Regions from separate parts of the Zea mays genome. Here region 2 is linked to region 1. The links are chromatin contacts, called in public Hi-C maps. All regions are on one chromosome and are shown on one strand. The core of a region is the stretch at or near the end of the contact, and the rest is flanking DNA. Distances in the headings are between cores, read along the strand shown. Region 1 holds the start of LOC100277627. Region 2 has its middle 5.2 kb from the start of LOC100381917.

Region 1 (3,053 bases), core at 157-2,656:
TATTGGGATCGACGACATCTACGTTCCCTCTTTGTGTGGGTTGCCGAAGAAACTATATAGCAACCCCAAAATTATTCGGTTCGTCGTCCTCAATCAGACGAGAAAGAAAGGTCTCTGGGTAAATTTATTTAAAGAAGGCAATAATGAAACACAGCTGGTTACTGATTACCAACGAGATGAGGTAATGACCCGAGAGAAAAATTCGGTTTGGGAGTCGAATTGCCAGCGTTTGAGAAAACCAAACCAGCAGATTTGTTAGTTTTCAAGTAAAAAAGAAAAGAAAAGCGAGGGGGAAATAATAATGCACGGTGCAAGTTGCAAGAAGAAGAAGGGCAGCAGCAGCTACCAGCTATAGCGCTAGCAGTGAAATGGTAGTATTATTATTAGTTAATGGAGCGACGTGACTCGATCAGCTCCTCACCTGCATGTTGTTGTAGCGGTTGAAGGTCTTGAAGCAGACGGGGCAGGAGAACTGCGTCGGGCCGATGAGGATCTGCGACGGCGTCGGGATCCAGTACTGCCCCTTGTTGAGCCGCCCAATCGGCGAGGACGGGAACCCTAGCGGCGCCGCCGCGGTGGTTCCTTCCTCCTCGCCGCCGCCACCGTTCTCCCCGTCACCCTCCTCATCCTCCTCCTCCTCCTCGCCGCCGCCGCCGTCGTGCTGGTGCTGTTGCCTGCGGGCGCCGCCGGAAGAGGAGAGGTCCGAGACCAGCTCGGCAGGTCCCGGCAGCGGCAGACCGATGCGCAGCGCCACGGTCACGTCGTCGCCCGCCGCCGCGGAGCCGGAGCCGGAGCCGTCGGCTGCAGCCTCCGGCTCCACGTCCATCGGGTCGTCATCGTCACCCGCCGCGCTGGCGTTCAGGTCGGCGAAGAACCCTCGCTGTCGTCCCACTCCCAGGCGCTGGTGCTGGCCGTGGTTGCTCTTGCTGCTCGCGGTGGGGCCCTCCTCCTCCTCCTGCTCTTCTTCTCCCTCGTCCCGGCCGTTCTCTTCAGAATCCTCCAACGCTGGTGCCGGTGGCCGGGCGCGGCGCTCCCGCTCCTCATGCCGCGTGGGGGCCAGGGAGAGCAGCGGCAGGGCTTCCCGGAGCGGGGGCGAGGGCGGGGCGGGCGCCGTCGGAGCAGGTGGCTGGCGGTGCGCAGCGAAGAAAGGCAGGGAGGGGTGGTAGGCGGCTGGCGCCGGCGCTGGCGGTGGCGGCGCGGGGTGGTAGTAGTAGCGGTGGTGCTGCGGATGGCTGTTGAAGAAGCTCGTGTAGGGATTCTCCATGGCAGCAGCACAGGATCGGAGCTGGTAGTAGCTAAGCTAGCTAGGAGGGCTTTGCACTGCTAGCTACCTGCAGGATCGTCCTGGGCTACATCTACAAGTTGCTCCGGCCTCCGGCTACAGTGTGGTAGACACGCTTAGCTTGTGTGGTGTTGTGCGCGGCGAGGTGGTTGGCGACGGGTTATTGTAGGGGGTGGGTGCGCCGTGACGGCGTCAGGGTACGTTTGGAGTGGCGCTTCCAGTTCCTGCTTGTCCAGGGCCTGCTTGGGCTGGAAGAACAACTGTGAAGGTGCGACTGACGGTTTCAGAAATTTATTTATGATCAATTTTTAGTTTGGCTGACGACATCATCTGGGAGCGGCCACCTTGTTTATGATCGGAGCTAGCACACACTTAAGTGTTGCATGCACCTGGCATATTACATCAGACAGCATCATATACTGAACAACTAGGGCTTGGACTCAAGAAGCATCAGATTTCTTCTTCTTTTTTACCAAAAGGAGGCTCCAAACTGGTGATCTGTAATCAAGATTCAACCAAAAATATCCATAGAGCGAGCCAAAACTAGTAATTGACTTACTTCTCATCTATTAAACATTATTGGCCGGACTAGTTGTCATTGCGCTTCCTATCGCAACCTTTTTTTTTGTTCTTGCATTATCGGATCCTTTTTCGTATAACGTTTGTTCCGCTTAAATGACATCATTATAGTTTCCAGGAATTTCCTAGCACGCAGACTTGCCGAACAGTACAAGCGTGATTCAGGGCCCGTATTGTGTTTGTGTGAGATCTATAGTCAATGTGGTACTTCTAAGAAACACGCAAGTTTTTCTCTATAGTCAATGTGACATCCAATTTAAGGAAACTTAATTGAGTGCCCCTATTTGAGATGAAAATTCGTCTCTGTGTCCGTCTGTCCAGGTACGATGTGCGGTACAATGGATACTCATGCGAGTCCTAATAATATTTGTTGAAGAAATAATTAACCTGGTTTCTGTTTCTCTCTCTCCTTTTTTTTTGGTCTCATCGTATGTATAAGCAGCGACAGGCAGGTCTCTGCACAGTCGATCCATGCGTACACATCAGCGTGTTCTGCTACTTGCGACCTCGTTTTCTCAGGTCAGGGTCGAGTGGTCGACCAGTCACGGCCTCACGGGTTTTTAACGGAGACGAGCCGACGCGACGGTACGATTTGCCGTGTTGTAATGAGGACACCGACACCTAAAGCGCTCCATACGATGGCCAACACAATATTGATGAATATATTGCAGATAAGCTAGCAGACAATGCAAGAACAGTTCGCAATTGACACGTGTATATATATGTGGCCAATGCAATAGCTTGAACTACAGCCAGCGCTAACGATGATTGGACCTTGCTGGGGGTGTCGATTCCCTGTAGCGCAATTTTTTTTTTTTGGGACAAAACGTTTGTATATGGGATTCGTACGTGATGGAATTAACTTCTAGACATTCGCCATGTGCCTGCCGATGTTTCCGTAGTTGCAAATTAATATTTGGATACCAAACGTGCCCCTTTGAATTTCATTTAACCTAATATATGTTGTCAGTACACTTTTTATCTTTTGCTACTTGTAAGGGTATGTTTGAAACCACCAGTTTTTAAAGAAACTGATTTATAGAATTACTTAGTTAGTTTCAAATATATCAGTTTATACATCAATTTATAAAAAATGGATTCAAAGTTTCTTAAAAACCATAAAACTAGCCTCTTCTAGATAAAAAAATAAAACCGGTTTTTAAAAACTGAGTTGCTTCCAAATAAGACCTAA
Region 2 (3,053 bases), core at 242-2,741, 140 kb before region 1:
TCCTACTGAGTTAACCACATGGGAAGACTAAGACAACCTGAGGCAATGTTTTCCTTTTGCTCCTGCTTGGGGGCAAGCAGGATTCTAGGGGGGAATGTCAACAATGAGAGCATGGATTCCCCTACAGTCAGCCGAGGCGTACCAAACGGCGAACCGGAAGCAGCTCCAGTTGTCCGCACACGCCGTGTCCATCGCGCCAACGTCCGTCAACAAGGACCAGAGTGGGTGCAGTGAGTCGGCGTATTGGTGTTGGGTCTAAGCCTGCGTGCTCCCTTGCGCAAGTGGCGCTTGTCTGTCTTAAGTACTAGCGTAGCCGAAAGAGACGGTATGCATTTTGTAACAAAAACTTAGTATCCTGGAATAGAACTCCTCTAGTTCTCCCTATCCCTTCTCCTCCTTCCAGGTTGCTAACAGGGGGTACAAAGAGCCTCCCCTCACACTATAGCTCGTTTAGACTAGCTCCAACAAGGAGCTCTAAAGGGTCCTGTACCCTAAATTTACGTCCTCTACTCCCTCCAGCAGCGTCCTCTAAACGGTCCTCTAAATTTAGAGGACGTCGTTGGATCCTCTATATATAGAGTTTCTCTAAACGGTTCTCTATTTATTTGAATACTTTAAACAACTGGTTTAGTAAAACTAAAATATGTACATTATATTTGAGAGTATGACAAATGCGTATGTATAAAAATTAAAAATAAAAAAATGTCTTTAATATAAGTATTTACATATAGAGGACGTGATTTAGAGGACATTGTTGGAGATGAAGTAGATATAGAAGATATAATCTTTTAGAGAAGACTGTAAAGGACGGATATATAGGATGTATATAAAGAACGTTGCTGGAGATAGTCTTAGTGTGCTATGTTGTGGCGTTTGGCTGAGCATTGTAGCCGCTACTATACATGGCCAAATGTTTGGCCCGTTTAATAGCTGTGTCGTGCCGGCACGGCAGTAGTGCCTAAGATCAGGCCCAAGCACGGCACTAAGCCTGCTTAGCCGTGTTGTGCCGGCATGGTAGGCCCGTTTAACTCGTTTAGCTCGTTTAGCCCGTTTAGCACTACACCACAGAATTTTAGTCAGATATTCACAAACACAGTTAAAACACACTAAAATAGCTAATATTGAGTTGTTTAGTGCAATGACTGACTCATTAAAAATCTATCTAGGTAAAAGCTCACCCTTGTGAGAAAACCCTAGATAGAAAAAAAGAGTACAACACACAGCTAACTAGTCGTGCTTAGATCTAATCATGCATAATCGTGCCTTACCGTGCCTAAGGGCTAATTAGTGTGACAGTGTATATTAAAACAATATTTGTGTGACAGTGTATGCGTAGCAAATGGAGTTCTGCCGCCATGACGTGCATGCGTAGCAAATGGATCGGAGTCCAACTCGATCGCGTAGCCCGGCTGCAGCCGCTTTGTCTTGTTGGGCCGCATGCTTCCACCGCGCGGGCCGAGTAGTGGCCGGCCACAGGCTCACTGGGCCCCGGCAGCTGTATGTCAAGTCCAGCAGCTACTATAACCACGAGTGCGCTGGGCTTCTCGTATAGTAGTACTGTACACCAAAGTACTAACGAACCTTTGCATCTCTGTCCTTGTCGGCAGAGTCCCACATCGATCGAGCAAGGCCTACAGCCGCTAGCTACACAAGCTATCGCCGACAGCTGCCCATTTGCTCCATGCACTTACCCTCATCTCCAGCTGTCTGTTAGCTAGGCATGCATTGCAAAGCACCGCGCCGGTCAAACTGCACAGTGCTTTTGTGTTCGTTCCATTCCATCCTCATGCATGCAGTCGTACGTGTGGCTGGGCTGGCCTGGCCTGGCCGCACGGACAGACGACCGTTCCATCTGTCTCTGTCCGGCCGCCGGTTAATGCACTGCTTAACGTGCATGCATGACATGCAAACCATTACTTACCAGCAACGACTTCATTCATTCATTCATTCCTCTTGGGTTCCCATTAATCCCAGTCCCAACAGCACTGTCATTGTCGAAGGCTCTCTTTCCAATTTACTTGTTTTATTTCCTTTATTTTATATTTTCGTTCAATATAATTGTTAGCGCTTAGCAGTAAATATAAGCATCAACAGTTGTCCACCTATATCTCTACCTATTAATGGAGAGATATCAAGCTTCTTGGGTCTGTTCCCACCATCTACAAAACACGTATGCCTATTAATTTGATATATTCGTCTCAACCATTCCATGTTTTATTTGGTTTTGAAAATAAATATTTAGAATCCTAAATAAATTCAAAATAAAAAGGTTTGCAGCTATAAATAAAGTTTTATTTTATATATTTTTTGAGATATATGTCTTTTATTTGATAAAGTTTAAAATAGATAAGATAGAACGAAGAAGGGAAGAGAATTTAGTAGTCTCGGCTAGATCGGCTCCCCTGTCGGCAGTCATGACCATAATATTATTAGCAATTGGTTTATCACTATTGACTTTGGTTACGAACATTGATCGATCGATAAACATTATCATCACCGTTGGTTCTTAATCCACGGACAAGAGAGAGACAAAAGACTGAGTTGCGACGGGTCGTCGGAGCTAGCTGTCAGTTGCGACGTGATCGCGATCTATCGGCGTTGATCTATCACCCATAAGTGCGTGCCAACAAGCAGGGGTATAAGCGCCGCCGCATCTGCATCTGCATAGACTGCATCTGCATGCATGGTGCAGTGAGTCCAGGTCCAGGGCAGGGGCCACGCCTTCATTCCACCGAATCCGGTGCTCCTGTCGTGCCGGACAAAACCAGCTGCCGCGCCCGGCATCTCTCGTGCGCCACGACGTGCGCGCATGCATGTGTGGGGATTACGTACGTACGTACGTGCAGGCAGTCAGTGCCCCTTGTCTGCCCTCTCGACCACCCTGCACGCCTAGCCATGCATATTCGTGCATTGCATGCCGCGCCGCGCTGCTGGGGCTACCGGCGCCTGGGCGAATGAGTACGTATATGTATGTGGAATTATGGACATCTGCATGGAGGTCATGAGTCATTTGACTCATGACACACGCATACAACAAAGGCAGCAGCAGGGGC

What was found. Hi-C and Micro-C count contacts between places; a contact is called where the count stands out from the background.
Region 2: a Hi-C map of leaf shows a contact between it and region 1, with 3 times the contacts expected there. The contact joins the enhancer-like site here to the promoter of LOC100277627 in region 1. A contact is called at or near these places in 2 of 25 Hi-C or Micro-C datasets (bundle sheath and leaf).

The regions. Positions count from the first base shown.
Region 1 is chr7:137,949,204-137,952,256 of Zm-B73-REFERENCE-NAM-5.0, reverse strand. It overlaps LOC100277627, which reads right to left and starts at 1,406. Exons shown (of 2, transcript NM_001151139.2): 1 at 422-1,406. The coding sequence starts at 1,264.
Region 2 is chr7:138,093,574-138,096,626 of Zm-B73-REFERENCE-NAM-5.0, reverse strand. It overlaps the pseudogene LOC103632931. Among protein-coding and RNA genes, the nearest start is that of LOC100381917, 5.2 kb to the right of the region's middle. Within about 2 kb of position 1,491, at least 18 of the 20 cell types and tissues checked have an H3K27ac peak or open chromatin away from gene starts, as enhancers often do. A contact at or near this core is called in bundle sheath and leaf, where this site is marked.